3 separate regions of the Sus scrofa genome follow, and all the other regions are linked to region 1. A link is a contact called in public HiChIP or PLAC-seq data. All regions are on one chromosome and are shown on one strand. The core of a region is the stretch at or near the end of the contact, and the rest is flanking DNA. Distances in the headings are between cores, read along the strand shown.

Region 1 (4,131 bases), core at 793-3,292:
AGACTGTGGAGAAGAGTCTCACCTAGACTCGGCTGGTGACCTGCTTCCTAGGAATGGTTTTAGCTGTCCCCAACTAAGCTCCTCACCCTGAAAGCAATAATTGCTTGTAAAAAGACTCACAAAAAACAAAAATAGGCTGGCCTCACAGCGCACACTGCCTACTGCCTTTGCTACCTATGGCCTCAGACAGGAAACCATGGATCGAAGAATTCCTGGTCTCCTCCTTTATTGTATGGGCACCTATTTTTATCCTGCAGGAGGAAGCAGGAGGTGAGGGTGGGGGATGGGGGGTGGGGGAGTTGAGGAGGGGGCGCCAGGAGAGCAGAGGTTCTCTCCTAGAAGAGCATTCTGCCTCAGAGCTGGGGCAGGATCTGGAGTCAGCACGAGTTGGGGGGAGGCCATGGGAAACCTTTCCAATTAAAAAAAAAAAAGGAACAATCTCTCTTCCTCTGTCAAAGGTGTCAGTAGGGGCTCCTCTCTCCCTCTCCCCACCCCCTCCTCCTCTCTTTCCATTTTTAGTGCCTTTAGCACTAGAGAAAGAAAAAAAAAAAGATATCCATTTTCTTGTTCTTGCTTATTAAGGAAATGACATTCACCCCTCACTTGCTGTACGTGACTATAGTCGCCTAGAATTAGAAAATGGTTTTCCATCACCTCTTCCTCCTTGGCACTCCTTACAAAGGGGCGCCAGGCTGCCTGAATTCCAATCCCACTCCCCCATTTGTAAGCCATGAGATTTGGGGCCACGTATTTGATCTCAGTTTTCTTGTCCGCATGCTGACGATAAGACTAGTATCTACACTTTACAGGGCAGTTATGAGAATTCAGAAAGGACATGTGCAGACACGTAGCTCGGACGGTGTCCCCATGTGAAGGAGGCACAGGTTCTGGATGGGGTGGGGGGTGGGTGGGACAGGGACACTAGGAGTGAGTCCACTTACAGGAACAAGTGGTTCTCCTGTCATTCACCCAATATTTAAGGAGCACTGTATGAGCCCTCAGAGAATGGGACTTTCCAGTGGGAGAATGCAGACCACAAAAATAAATAAAGCATGTGTGATGCGTTCCACGAAGAGAAATAAAGGTGGGGGGTGAGGAGTACAGAACAGGGAGTTCAGGAGGCCTTACTAAGAAGGTGACATTGGACCAGAGACAACACGGTCTGTAAAAAGAGATCAGTAACGGCACACACTTCACAGACATGATGCAGCAATAGGTAAGATAAGAAAGAGAAAGCCCCTCACAGTTCCTGGAACCTAGAAGGCCAGTGTCTGCATGGCAATACAGTCATTGCTAGATACTCATTATGGGGACATCAGGAGAATGGCATGTCCTGGTTCACTGGAAAGGCAGTGGCCCCTGCATTTAAACTCAGTCCATCAAAACCAACCTTATGGTTTCTACAGGTGAAACTGCTGGGGGGAGGGAAGAATTGGGAGGGTGGGAATAACACATACACAATATATACTCACTGACTAATGAGAACCTACTCTATAACCCAGGAAAATCTACTCAATAGTTTGTAATAACTAGTATGGGAAAAAAGAATGGCTATATTTCTATGTGTGACTGACTCACTTGGCTGTACACCTGGAACTAATACAACATTCTAAGTTAGCTATACTGCAATAAAATAAAAATATAAATAAAAAAAAAACCACCTCAGTCCATCATGGCTAAGACCATACCTGGTCTACAGAAAGGTGCCCAGTCAATCCTGGTGGACTCAACCAATGAAGTCACACCCCGTGGGACCAAGAAGGGACATGAAGCAGAACTTGCGGACAAGGAACGGCCTGGGCTAGTGAGGTGGGACTTAGTTTTTACATGACTTTGCTCCTTGGCATCTCAGAATATTTTAATAATCCTTATGTCTGTGAGTTAGCATATCCTGGAAGTTTCCAGAAGACTTGGCAACAGAGCTGGCATAGCTCTAGGGAACAATAAAGTCACTCCTTCCAATCTGAAGGGCTGGGAACCAGGCTTTCAGTAGCTTCAGTCCAGTGTGGGGCAGCCCCTTCCCACCAACCCTGAGTTCACACTGCAACAGCACCACCTGCTGGAGGAACAGGGCTGCTCCCTCATTTTTATTCCTTCAAGCACTCAGTGGCTTCGTGGGTGGGGGAGTGCAGCCTGGACATCATTTTGGAGGGGAGTGATTTTCATTCTGAAAGCTCATTTGTCCCTCATATTCTTGGGGGCTTGGGGTGGTTCTCATCCTGTCTTTATTCGGGCCAAGCAGGTAAATGGGGTGATTAACCCCAAGTCTCACTTGCCCCCCTGTCAGCTGGTCTCCTGTCCTCTCCTGGGTCCTGTGTGAAGAGAGCGCTTGGACACGCTGGTATGAGGTGGCATGAGGTCAGAAATCCCACTTTACCTTTCCTGGGTTTTCCGGGCCCCTTCGTGGAGAGGGCCTTGGGCATATCCATGAGGCCAGAAATCCCACCTGACTCAGTGATGTTTCTGGTCCAGTGGGTGCACCAGGTCGACCTCACAAGAATGGGTCTACACATTCTGTACTTCACTCAACTAGGTCACTCACCAGAGGATCAGAGCAAAACGGGCCTGCCCAGGTCAGGGTGAGCTCAGAATTAACTGCAGACAGACAGAGAATTTAGTTTCAACATTTCCTAACAGGAAGGCAAAAGGGGAAATAAGTTCCTCTGGTCAGACAAAAGACAGCAGAGGGAACATTTGTCTGACAAGAGAATTCAAAGAGAAATGATCAAAATGTGTCCTTTTCGAAAGCCTGGGGCAAGACACAGGATAATTCAAAAACAGTGTCTTTCAACTGGGGTTTTGTTTAAGATGCAGAAGCCTCCAGCGCTGTGTGGGGAAGAGAAGACAGTATTTCTGCAGAGCCCTGAGGCTATGTGGCTCCTGAGCTTTGGTAAGCTGAGGAGATGCTGAGGAGAAATTGTTCAAGTCACCACACCAGAGGGGGAAGGAGCCTGGTGGGGTGATGTCTGGGCTGGAGGTTTGGGGACGGAGGAGAGGGGAGGGGAGTGCAAGGAGGGGCGGGAACCCATCTCATTCTACTCCTTTGCCCTCACACGGTCAAGTTTGTGGAGTGCCATCCCTCCCCTCAGCACAGCTTCTACCTAACCTTCTGAGGGCAGAAGCCAACACTCTGCAACCCCCCAAGCCCATACCAATGGGTGCCTTCCTGCAGGCCCAGGTGCGGCCGTCTAGTAGGGGGATGGCCACCAGCACCCCTCACTCCATCAGCAAGCACCCTCCTTGTCTGCAGCTGATAGAGGCTCAACCTCCCCGGGGCTGCCCCATGTTCCCAGGAGTCTGAGGATTGGAGGGGTGCAGAGGGTCCCCTGGAGGAATGTCAGGCTGTGCACAGCAGAGACATGTTGACCAAACAGGTGCTCTCCGTCACCTGCCTGGCCGCTTCCTTCACTGTCTCTTCCCCTCGCTTGTTGTGGAAAGAAGGGCCTGAGTCTGGAGGGTCTGGGTCATTTGGGGGACAGAGTTAAGCACCATACTTGTATGCTGAGCATGAATGAGACAAGGACAACTTTGGCGACTGGGGACCAGCTGCAACACGCCTGTGAAGCCTCCAGAACGGCACGCTGGCGCCCTCTAGTGGGAGCAGATCACAGAGCAGCCATCTGTCCTCCCGCCTTGGCACCAGGCACACCTGACCCTGGGGCCACACTGGGAGCAGGATTACAATTGATGGGGACTGGAATGTTTACATCACTGCCAACCCCCTTCCACAGTTCACAATAGAGATGCCAAAAGTGCAAGTGGAACCCCCAGGACTCCTTGCTAAGCCCAGCTCCATGGGTCTCAGCTTCCTCCCTCACCTCTGGCTGCACCCCTGCGATGGATGTCCTCCTGAATCCATGTCACCATGCTCAAGCCCTCCAGCACACCCCCCCCACCTTGCTCCTGAGGCGGCCAAGTGCTTGTGGATGCTAAGATCTGGCCGCTGGCTGTCCGCCCAGCTCATCTGCTCCTCTCCCTCAGCTATCACCACAGAGAGGGACAGTCACCTTCCCTATCATCAGCCTTTACTAACCAACTAAATGCCTTTTATGGGTGGAGAACTCTGCCCAGCAGATGTGGGCACCTACTGTCACCCTGCTGCCCCAGGTTCTTGGTTCTGTCCAGGGGCCT
Region 2 (4,131 bases), core at 433-2,932, 500 kb before region 1:
GTGTTGCTGTAGCTGTGGTAGGTAGGTCGCATTTCCACCTGTGATTCTATCCCTGGCCTGGGAACTTCTATATGTCACAGGAGCAGCAAAAAAAGGAAACAAAACAAAACTTTGATTTTTGGGATTATTTTAACATGATGTGAGGTAAAAATGAAGACGGCATAGCACATACACACCTATGGGGGTTCTAAAAGGCTATTTAAAACAAATGCATGAGGAGTTCCTGCTGTGGCTCAGTGGTAACAAACCTAACCCTAATCCATGAGGGTGTGGGTTTGATCCTTGGCCCCACTCAGTGAGTTAAGGATCCGGTGTTGCCATGAGCTGCAGCGTAGGTCACAGACACAGCTTGGATCCTGTGTTGCTGTGTCTGTAGCATAGGCCGGCAGCTGCAGTTCTGATTGGATCTCTAGCCTGTAAACTTCCATAGTGGCCCTTAAAAAAAAAAAGAAAAAAAAGAAAAAAAAAACCTACAAAAAACAAATGCACAACTAAAATACAATCCAAAAATGACAGATTTTATAAGAGAGCTATAACCAAACTTGTGGCATCTTGGAAGAGGGAGAGAACAACTTTGGGGAAGGTGAAGAGGAATTATTTTTATTGAAAGGAGTTGAAATTTGAGCTGGGTGGTATTTTTAAAAGGAGACATTAAGGCTGGAAAACATTCCAGGGGTTATGCTTTTTGAACAAGGGTATAGACGTGAAAACATCACATTATTGCCACTGGGTTTCACATGTCCAGCACGGTGTCTGGCATGTGTAATAGGTGCTCAAGAACTATTTGTTACCCCTTTCTCATACCATACACAAAAATTAACTTAAAATGGGCCATACACCTAAATGTAGAGATAAAATTGTAAAACCTTTAGAAGAAAATATAGAAGTAAATCTTTAAAACTTTGGGTTAGACAAAGACTTCATAGATGATACCAAAAACACAAGCAACGAAAGGATACATAAATTGAACTTCATCAAAATTTAAAACTTGTGCCTCAAAGGACCATTAAGAAAGTAAAAATACAATCCAGAGAATAGGGGGAAAAATACTCGCAAATCTTACATCTGATAAGAGGCTAGTATTCAGAACATGTAGAGAACCCTTAGAGGTCAATTATAAAAAGACAGTCCAGTTTTTAAATATTTTGTAGCTTGGTTCTTTTGTAGCTGTCTGGCCTTGGGCAGGTCATTTTGCCTCTCTGGGGCCTCAGTTGCCTCATATGTAAGATGGGAGTAACAGTAGAACCTACTACCCAGAGTTGTTGTGAAGATTAAATAATGAGGAGTTTACTTCATGGCTTAGTGGGTTAAGAACTGGATGTAGTGTCTGTGAGAATTCAGCTTCAATTGCTATCCTTGCTCAGTGGGTGAAGGATCCGGCATTGCCACAAGCTGCAGATAGGTCACAAATGTGGCTCAGATCTGGTGTTGCTGTGGTTGTGGTATAGGCCAGCAGCTGCAGCTCTGATTAGACCCCTATCCCAGGAACAGGTGTGGCCATAAAAAGAAAAAAAAAAAAAAAAAAAGATTAAGTAATGAGTCCGGGTAGGGTCCTTGGCATACAGCATACTTATTAAGTGTCAGCTTCTACAATTATGCTGGCAGCTCCTGTGTGGAAGAGACATTCTAGAACCACAGGAAGTAGTTCAGAGGATGGAGATGTGTCTGTGCCCCCTGGTGACAGGGAGAGCTTCCTGCAGGAGGAGAGATGTGACATCAGTGGAGAGGGAGGAATAACAGAGGCACCCTTAGCTGACACAGATAAGCAGCAGCATCAAAGGCATGTCTAACCTTTTTTGGCATCAAGGGATGAATCTCAGCCCCAAAGATGGACCTTCACTTCCCATCGTGCTCCCTGACTTTAGAATTACCGGAGCTGGATATGTTCCAGAGGCCCTAAAATGAACCAAACCAGAATGACCACCAAGAGCAAAGGAATGAGTTATATTGCCATCTGTCTAGTCATTCAGCTATCTTTCCTGAGTGCCAGGCATGGGCCTGGCACTTGGGTAAGTCAGTGACTAGCTGGATCCTTAGCAAACTCATTTCCTCTCCTTGATTACACAGCCAAGCAACATTTTCCAATATCCTTGCATCTTGCTGGGGGTATCTGACAAGCTCTAGCCAGTGGAATGTAGGTGGAAGTGATCTTTCACCACTTCTCTCCCTTCATCTTCCTCCAGCTAGATGCAGGAAATCCAGTGGGAGGTTGCAGGATCCCAGGGGATGGATGACAGTGTCTGGACCCCTGAATCATCTTATAGAAGGCAAACTGAGTACCCTGCTGGACTGTGATTCAAATGAGCCATAAAGTGTTCACTACATTTTTTTAAATGGGCAAAAGGTCTGAATAGACATTTCTCCAAAGAAGACTTACAAGTGACCAATAAGCACATCCAAAGATGCTCAACATCATTAGCCATTAGGGAAATGCACATCACAACTACAAAGAAGTTCACATTCATTAATCAAAAAGACAGATTATCACAAGTGTTGGTCAGAGGGAGGAGAAATTAGAACTTCATACAACTCTTGGTGAGCATGTAAAATTGCATGGCTGCTTTGGAAAATAATACACAGTTCCTCAAAAGGCCAAAAATATAGAATAACCATATGACCCAGCATAGGGTAATTAATAAACCCAAAGAACTGGAAACATAAGTCCACACATACATGTGAATGTCCTTAGCACCTTTATGCACAATAGCCAAAAAATGGCAATGACCCAAATGTTCATCCACTGGTAAATGGATAGATGTGTATATCCATACGGTGGAATATTATTTGACAATAAAAAGGAATGGAGTCCTAATATGTGCTTCAGCATGGAGAAACCTTGGGAGCACGCCAAGTGGAGGAAACCATGACAGAGGCCATGTTTCATTTGTATGAAATGTCCATAGAAGCCGAATCTAAGGAGGTAGATAGATAGTGAATCCGTCGGGCTGGAAGTGTGGTGCAGGATGGCAAATGACTGCCAATGGTTGATGATTCGGGGATGATTGAAATATTGGAAAATTAGATTGTGGTGATGGTCGCACAATTCTGAATGTACTAAAACCCATTGAATTGTACATTTTAAATTGACAAAAGTACATGGTGCGAGAATGTTATCACGGTGAAGCCATTGAAACAAAAAAGTAGGACTTGGAGCACTCGGGAAAAAAGAACTGTGTGTTGAATGTAATGGTATATAGATACCAGCTTGGCTGGCATTATGGCTTGAGTATAAAGTAGAAAAATAAATTTTGTACTTTTAAAAAGTTAATATTTTCAAGGAGAGAGAATATGTTTCTTGAGCGGTGACTTGAGAAACTGCCAGTCAGTTAGATAAGCAGTTACACAAAGGTGTGTGTATTTTTCAGCCTCCTTGAAGAGCAAAAAAACGGAAACAAGCACAATCTGGCAGTAGGGGACTGATTACAGTATAAATTTATCCAATGCAATATTCTGCCATCATTTTGTAAAATGAATTCAGTCCGTATAGGTTTATATGATAAAATATCTATAATAATTAAATCAATAGAAACAAACAGAAAACCACTCTTTATACTAAGTATGTAGGTTATGTGTACATGTATGTTTGAAAATATGCATTTAGTTTTTCTAGAATAAGGAATAAGAAACTATTAAATAGTGGCTACCTGTGGGGAGTTAGACTAAAGGGAAGGGAAAATGGAACTTATACTTTTAACCTTATACTCTTCTTTGTAGGTATAGGTCTTTACATTTTTGTCAAGTTATATGACTTACTGTCTCCTGCCCTCCTTCTCCCCTTCCCTCCTTTCTCCTCTCCCTCAGTCCTTCCTTCCTTTATTATTTTCAGATAATTTTAGACTTAGAAAAGAATTCTTTAAAAGAGTTTTAAAGAATTTCTGTATGTCCTTCACCCAGCTTTCCCTTTTGTAAATATCTTACATAACCACAGAATATTTTTCAAAACTAAGAAATTAACCTTAGGAATTCCTGTCATGGCTCAGCAGAAACGAATCTGACTAGTATCCATGAGGACACAGGTTCAATCCTTGGCCTTGGGTAAGGATCTGGCATTGCCGTGAGCTGTGGAGTAGGTTGCAGATGCAGCTCAGATCCCTAGTTGCCGGGGCTGTGATGTAGGCCAGCAGCTGCAGC
Region 3 (4,131 bases), core at 662-3,161, 370 kb before region 1:
CCAGAGACCACCCAGCTGCTGAGCGGTTGTGGTGCACCCACGCGGGCTTCGAGAGGACTTAGTGAATAGATGGCAAGGGAGTGGAATGCCAGTCAGATCACTGAGTGCCAGAAATAGGGCCATGTCCCTTAGCTGATCACTGTCAGTCAGACTGACCCCACAAGCCCAGTAGGAAGAGTCATCCTCCCCTCCACACTGTTGTCAGCGTTGCCATCAGCGCACACAGACACACTTAGCCTATGCCGACAATAATGAAGAACTGAGTCAACACACTGAGGGTCTGAAAAGGCTTGGGTTTTCACTAAATCTGAGTGGTTCTGCAAAGTATGGAGCAGATAGAGTATGAAGGAGGATATCGGGGTAGGTAACTTATGCTAGAGGTCGGCCCACCTGTAAAACTCCTTGCTGGAGTTCCCGTTGTGGCTCAGTGGTTAACGAATCCGACTAGGAACCATGAGGTTGCGGGTTTGGTCCCTGGCCTTGCTCAGTGGGTTAACGATCCGCTGCCATGAGTTGTGGTGTAGGTCGCAGACGCGGCTTGGATCTCATGTTGCTGTGGCTCTGGCGTAGGCCAGCCACTACAGCTCAGATTCGACCCCTAGCCTGGGAATCTCCATATGCCATGGGAGCGGCTCAAGAAAAGACAAAAAGACAAAAAGACCAAAAAAAAAAACAACTCCTTGCTGTATATTCTGTATCTACTGATGCCCTGGGAGCGTGGAATAGAGTTGGTTTTCATTAAAGTCGTAATAAATGGGGACTGTGCTGTCTGTGGTATGTTGAAGTAACATCCATGACCAGAGGAGCCTCCTTTTTCATGAATCCCTGTACCTTTTTCAGGATTTAACTCAAAACTCACCTTGCCGCAAAGCATTTCCTGCTCAACTCAGCCCCCACTCATCATTCTCGAACTCTCAGGATCCAGCACTTAAATGTTCAGTCTTAATCATTACGAATGTTGTTTTGTTTTTTGGTTTGGGGTTTGTTTTTTTAAGTATAGGTGATGTACAGTGTCCTGTCAATTATTGCTGTACAGCAAAGTGACTCAGTTACACATATACGTACATTCTTTTTCTCACATTATCCTCCATCATGTTCCATCACGTGACTACATATACCTCCCTGTGCTGTACAGCAGAATGTCACTGCTTATCCACTCTGAATGCAATAGTGTGAACTACCAACCCCCAACGCCCAGGGCATCCCAGTCCCTCCCCCTCCCCCATGGCAACCATAAGTCTGTTCTCCATGTCCGTGAGTTTGGGGTTTTTTTCTGTAGATAAGCAGATGTTGTTTTAAGAACCTTTAAACCTGTGTGTGTATGTAGCTCCCCTACTCCCTCCACCACCACCCTCCTTTCTGTTTAAAATCTTTTAAATCCACCCAACTAGTGTCCTTTTAGCTCCGGCCTGTTTGCTCCTCACCTGGCCCAGGCCCCACCCCTGCTGGGTGCCCCCCAGTTCTCCCCTCTGTGATCCAGTCCCTGCTCAGAGCCAGTCCCATCGGGCCCCTTTCTGAGACCTTTCGGATGCTTCTGGGACCTTCGCGCAGCGAGCTGGATTCTTCCTGCAGCTCCGTCCTCCACTGTGGGCCCTGCTCACCGGGACTTACTCTGCCCCCCAGTGTAAAGCACCTCATGCCTTCCTTCCGTACTGCTCCCTCAGGAGGAACACGCTTCCCTCTTCACCTGGCTGCCTCCTCCACCACCAGGCCTCTGGAGCCTCCTGTCCTTCCCTTCTCACTTCTCGGTGATCATTGTTTTGCTGTTGCTACTGCTGTTTCCTTTGTCTCTGCTCCACAAGGACGCTCGTCCGAGAGGACAGGAACTGTGTGGAGCTGCTGGCCCTGCATCCCCGGGTCCTGGTGCTCAGCCCCCACCTGTGCTGAGGAGCAGACGCTCAGCCAGTGTAGGAATGAATAAGAGGGATTGAGCAAGATGCCTTACGTGAAGTGGTTACCCTTGTGCCTGGGACGTAGTTGAGCCTTAGATGGTTGATTGCTTCATTCTGCAAGTTATTTACTAAGTGTCCGGCCACTCTCTGTCGGGATACAGCAGCAGACACAGTGGATGTAGAAATCTCTGCCCTCGTGGGCCACGCGTTCATGGGAGTGTTTCCCCTTCGCCCTCTGCCAGCTCTCTCCCTCCGCTGTTGCCTGCTTCTCCCCAGCCCCCTACCCCTGCCACCATCACCAAACTGCAGCCTCTCCTGCCAGAGTCACCTTGGCCAGGGAAGCGGTGGGTGGGGCTTTTAGCTGAATCCTGGGCTCCTCGGGCTGCGGAGAGGAGAATCACCTCCTCTGCCCTGGCGGGAATATGTAGATCGGGAGTAGAACGAGAACAAAATCAAAAGCCCAATGAAAGTGCTACTTACTAGACCTGGGAACTGCACATGCTGTCTCTGCAGAGCAGCGACTAAGCCTTCCCTGCGCCTCAGGCACAGGTCCCCTCCACAAAGCAGGGGCGACCCACAGCACTGCTGGCCCTCTGTGCTCACCGCCCGCCCTCAGGGTCAAGGCCAAGGAGTTCTGAGGGGAACTTCAGCCAGAGGAAGGTGTCTCAGGAAGACCCAGTGGGCGGCGGTGTGCAGGAGACAGTCTTGCTCAAACACTGCCCGCTGTTTCCCACTCTGGCGTTTCTCACCCCGCCTTGTCCACTGTTCTGGTCCCTGCTCCTCTCAGCACATGGTCACCCCTGACCAGGGCCAGTGGGGTTGTGTGCCCTCCCTACAGGTGACTCACACGCCCCCGGAGCGGCAAGCTGGATCTTGTGTCCCTGGGGCTCTCAGGCCCTCTGACCCCTCAGAGGAGGTATAAACTGCTCCTTTTCATGGGACTATGGGATTGACCAAATTGTCTTGTTTTCGTTACAGAAATTTCCAGAACTGAAATTCAAATATGTGGAAGAGGAGCAGCCCGAGGAGTTTTTTATCCCCTACGTTTGGTCCCTGGTGTACAACACAGCAGTAGGCCTATACTGGAACCCGCAGGACATCCAGCTGTTCACCATGGATTCCGACTGAGGGCGGGACGCTGCCTCCCAGCCTGACCCCCTCCAGCCAAGCAGCTCTTCTAGTGATGTTTTTCTGGGGAACAGAGGTAGACAGAGTCCCTGGCGTGTCTTCCATTGAGGAGGATCACACTGGCGTGTTTCCCTTGCACACTCGGGTTTGCAGAATTGGTGCCAGTTGGCAGTAGATCACTCAGTTTAGATGATAGCGTGGGGGGTGGGGGCACAGAACAATAATAAATGTAAAAACCTGCCGTTTCACATGCAATTTTATTTCTAAACCAAAAATCATGAGCTTTTCTAGAAACCTGATGCCTTAGGCATGTAACACTTTACCAACACATACTTTTTTTTTTTTTTTTTTGCATGTTCAAGCTTTTTGTTTTGGTCATGTGTGTGTGCATGTGTTTCAACATTAAGAAACATCAGTCTGAAAAGATGACATGAGTTAATAAGAAAATGAAGCTGTGTGTGTGGTGTAGTTGCCTTTCAGAGGGCCCGTGATGTCAGCCAGAGCAGTTGGATCTAAGCCTTTAGATGCTTGGCCTCTTTCCCTCAAAGAAAAAAATGGATCCTTCTCGTGAAGCCCAGATTAGCTTTTCTGTGGATTTGGCCTCTGAGCTGTAGCTGAATTAAATTGGAGTCTAGCACAAATTAAGTTAATCTACTCTGTATTAATCATGGGGGGAAAAAAAGCTTCATGTTGAAAGCAATCTTTTTTCTTCAACCAGATGAACAGGAGAAAGAGGAGACCAATTTGATTAATGCAGTATTCCGTATGAGATGAAAAACATTTCTCTCCATTTCTGGCTTTAAACTCTTTTGGGGTCTGTGTGACCTGCAGTTTCCCCCCTGAGCCGGAGGAAGGAGCTTCTCAGAGGGAGAGGGCCCCTGATCGCCCTGAGCAGACCTGTAGCCCCTACGGGCAGAGGTGGACGGGACTTCAGAATCATACTGAGTCCACGGCCACTTCTGTGGCCTAGGTTCATTCTCAGAGACGCAAAATATTTGCTTTTCTGCACAGGAAGCACATAATCACAGGTGAGCCAGAGCACCCGTTGCAGCCTCCTTGTCTAATGTCTGTCAGGAACAGCTTCTCGCCAGTCCCTGCGTCCCAGGCTGGG

The links. HiChIP or PLAC-seq counts read pairs in DNA pulled down with a chosen protein or histone mark.
Region 2: a contact with region 1 is called in an H3K27ac HiChIP or PLAC-seq map of alveolar macrophages. The contact joins two enhancer-like sites.
Region 3: a contact with region 1 is called in an H3K27ac HiChIP or PLAC-seq map of alveolar macrophages. The contact joins two enhancer-like sites. A contact is called at or near these places in 2 of 47 Hi-C or Micro-C datasets (embryonic fibroblasts and mesenchymal stem cells) and 1 of 2 datasets of contacts at active chromatin or transcription factors (alveolar macrophages).

The regions. Positions count from the first base shown.
Region 1 is chr1:98,267,327-98,271,457 of Sscrofa11.1, reverse strand. The region is part of intron 6 of CTIF (CBP80/20-dependent translation initiation factor); the gene reads right to left. Among named protein-coding and RNA genes, the nearest start is that of TRNAD-GUC, 41 kb to the right of the region's middle. Within about 2 kb of position 2,042, at least 9 of the 83 cell types and tissues checked have an H3K27ac peak or open chromatin away from gene starts, as enhancers often do. A contact at or near this core is called in alveolar macrophages, where this site is marked.
Region 2 is chr1:98,767,637-98,771,767 of Sscrofa11.1, reverse strand. The region is part of intron 14 of DYM (dymeclin); the gene reads left to right. Among named protein-coding and RNA genes, the nearest start is that of SMAD7, 230 kb to the right of the region's middle. Within about 2 kb of position 1,682, at least 2 of the 83 cell types and tissues checked have an H3K27ac peak or open chromatin away from gene starts, as enhancers often do. A contact at or near this core is called in alveolar macrophages, where this site is marked.
Region 3 is chr1:98,642,036-98,646,166 of Sscrofa11.1, reverse strand. It overlaps DYM (dymeclin), which reads left to right. Exons shown (of 17, transcript XM_021092922.1): 17 at 2,871-3,661. The coding sequence ends at 3,020. Among named protein-coding and RNA genes, the nearest start is that of SMAD7, 100 kb to the right of the region's middle. Within about 2 kb of position 1,911, at least 10 of the 83 cell types and tissues checked have an H3K27ac peak or open chromatin away from gene starts, as enhancers often do. A contact at or near this core is called in alveolar macrophages, where this site is marked.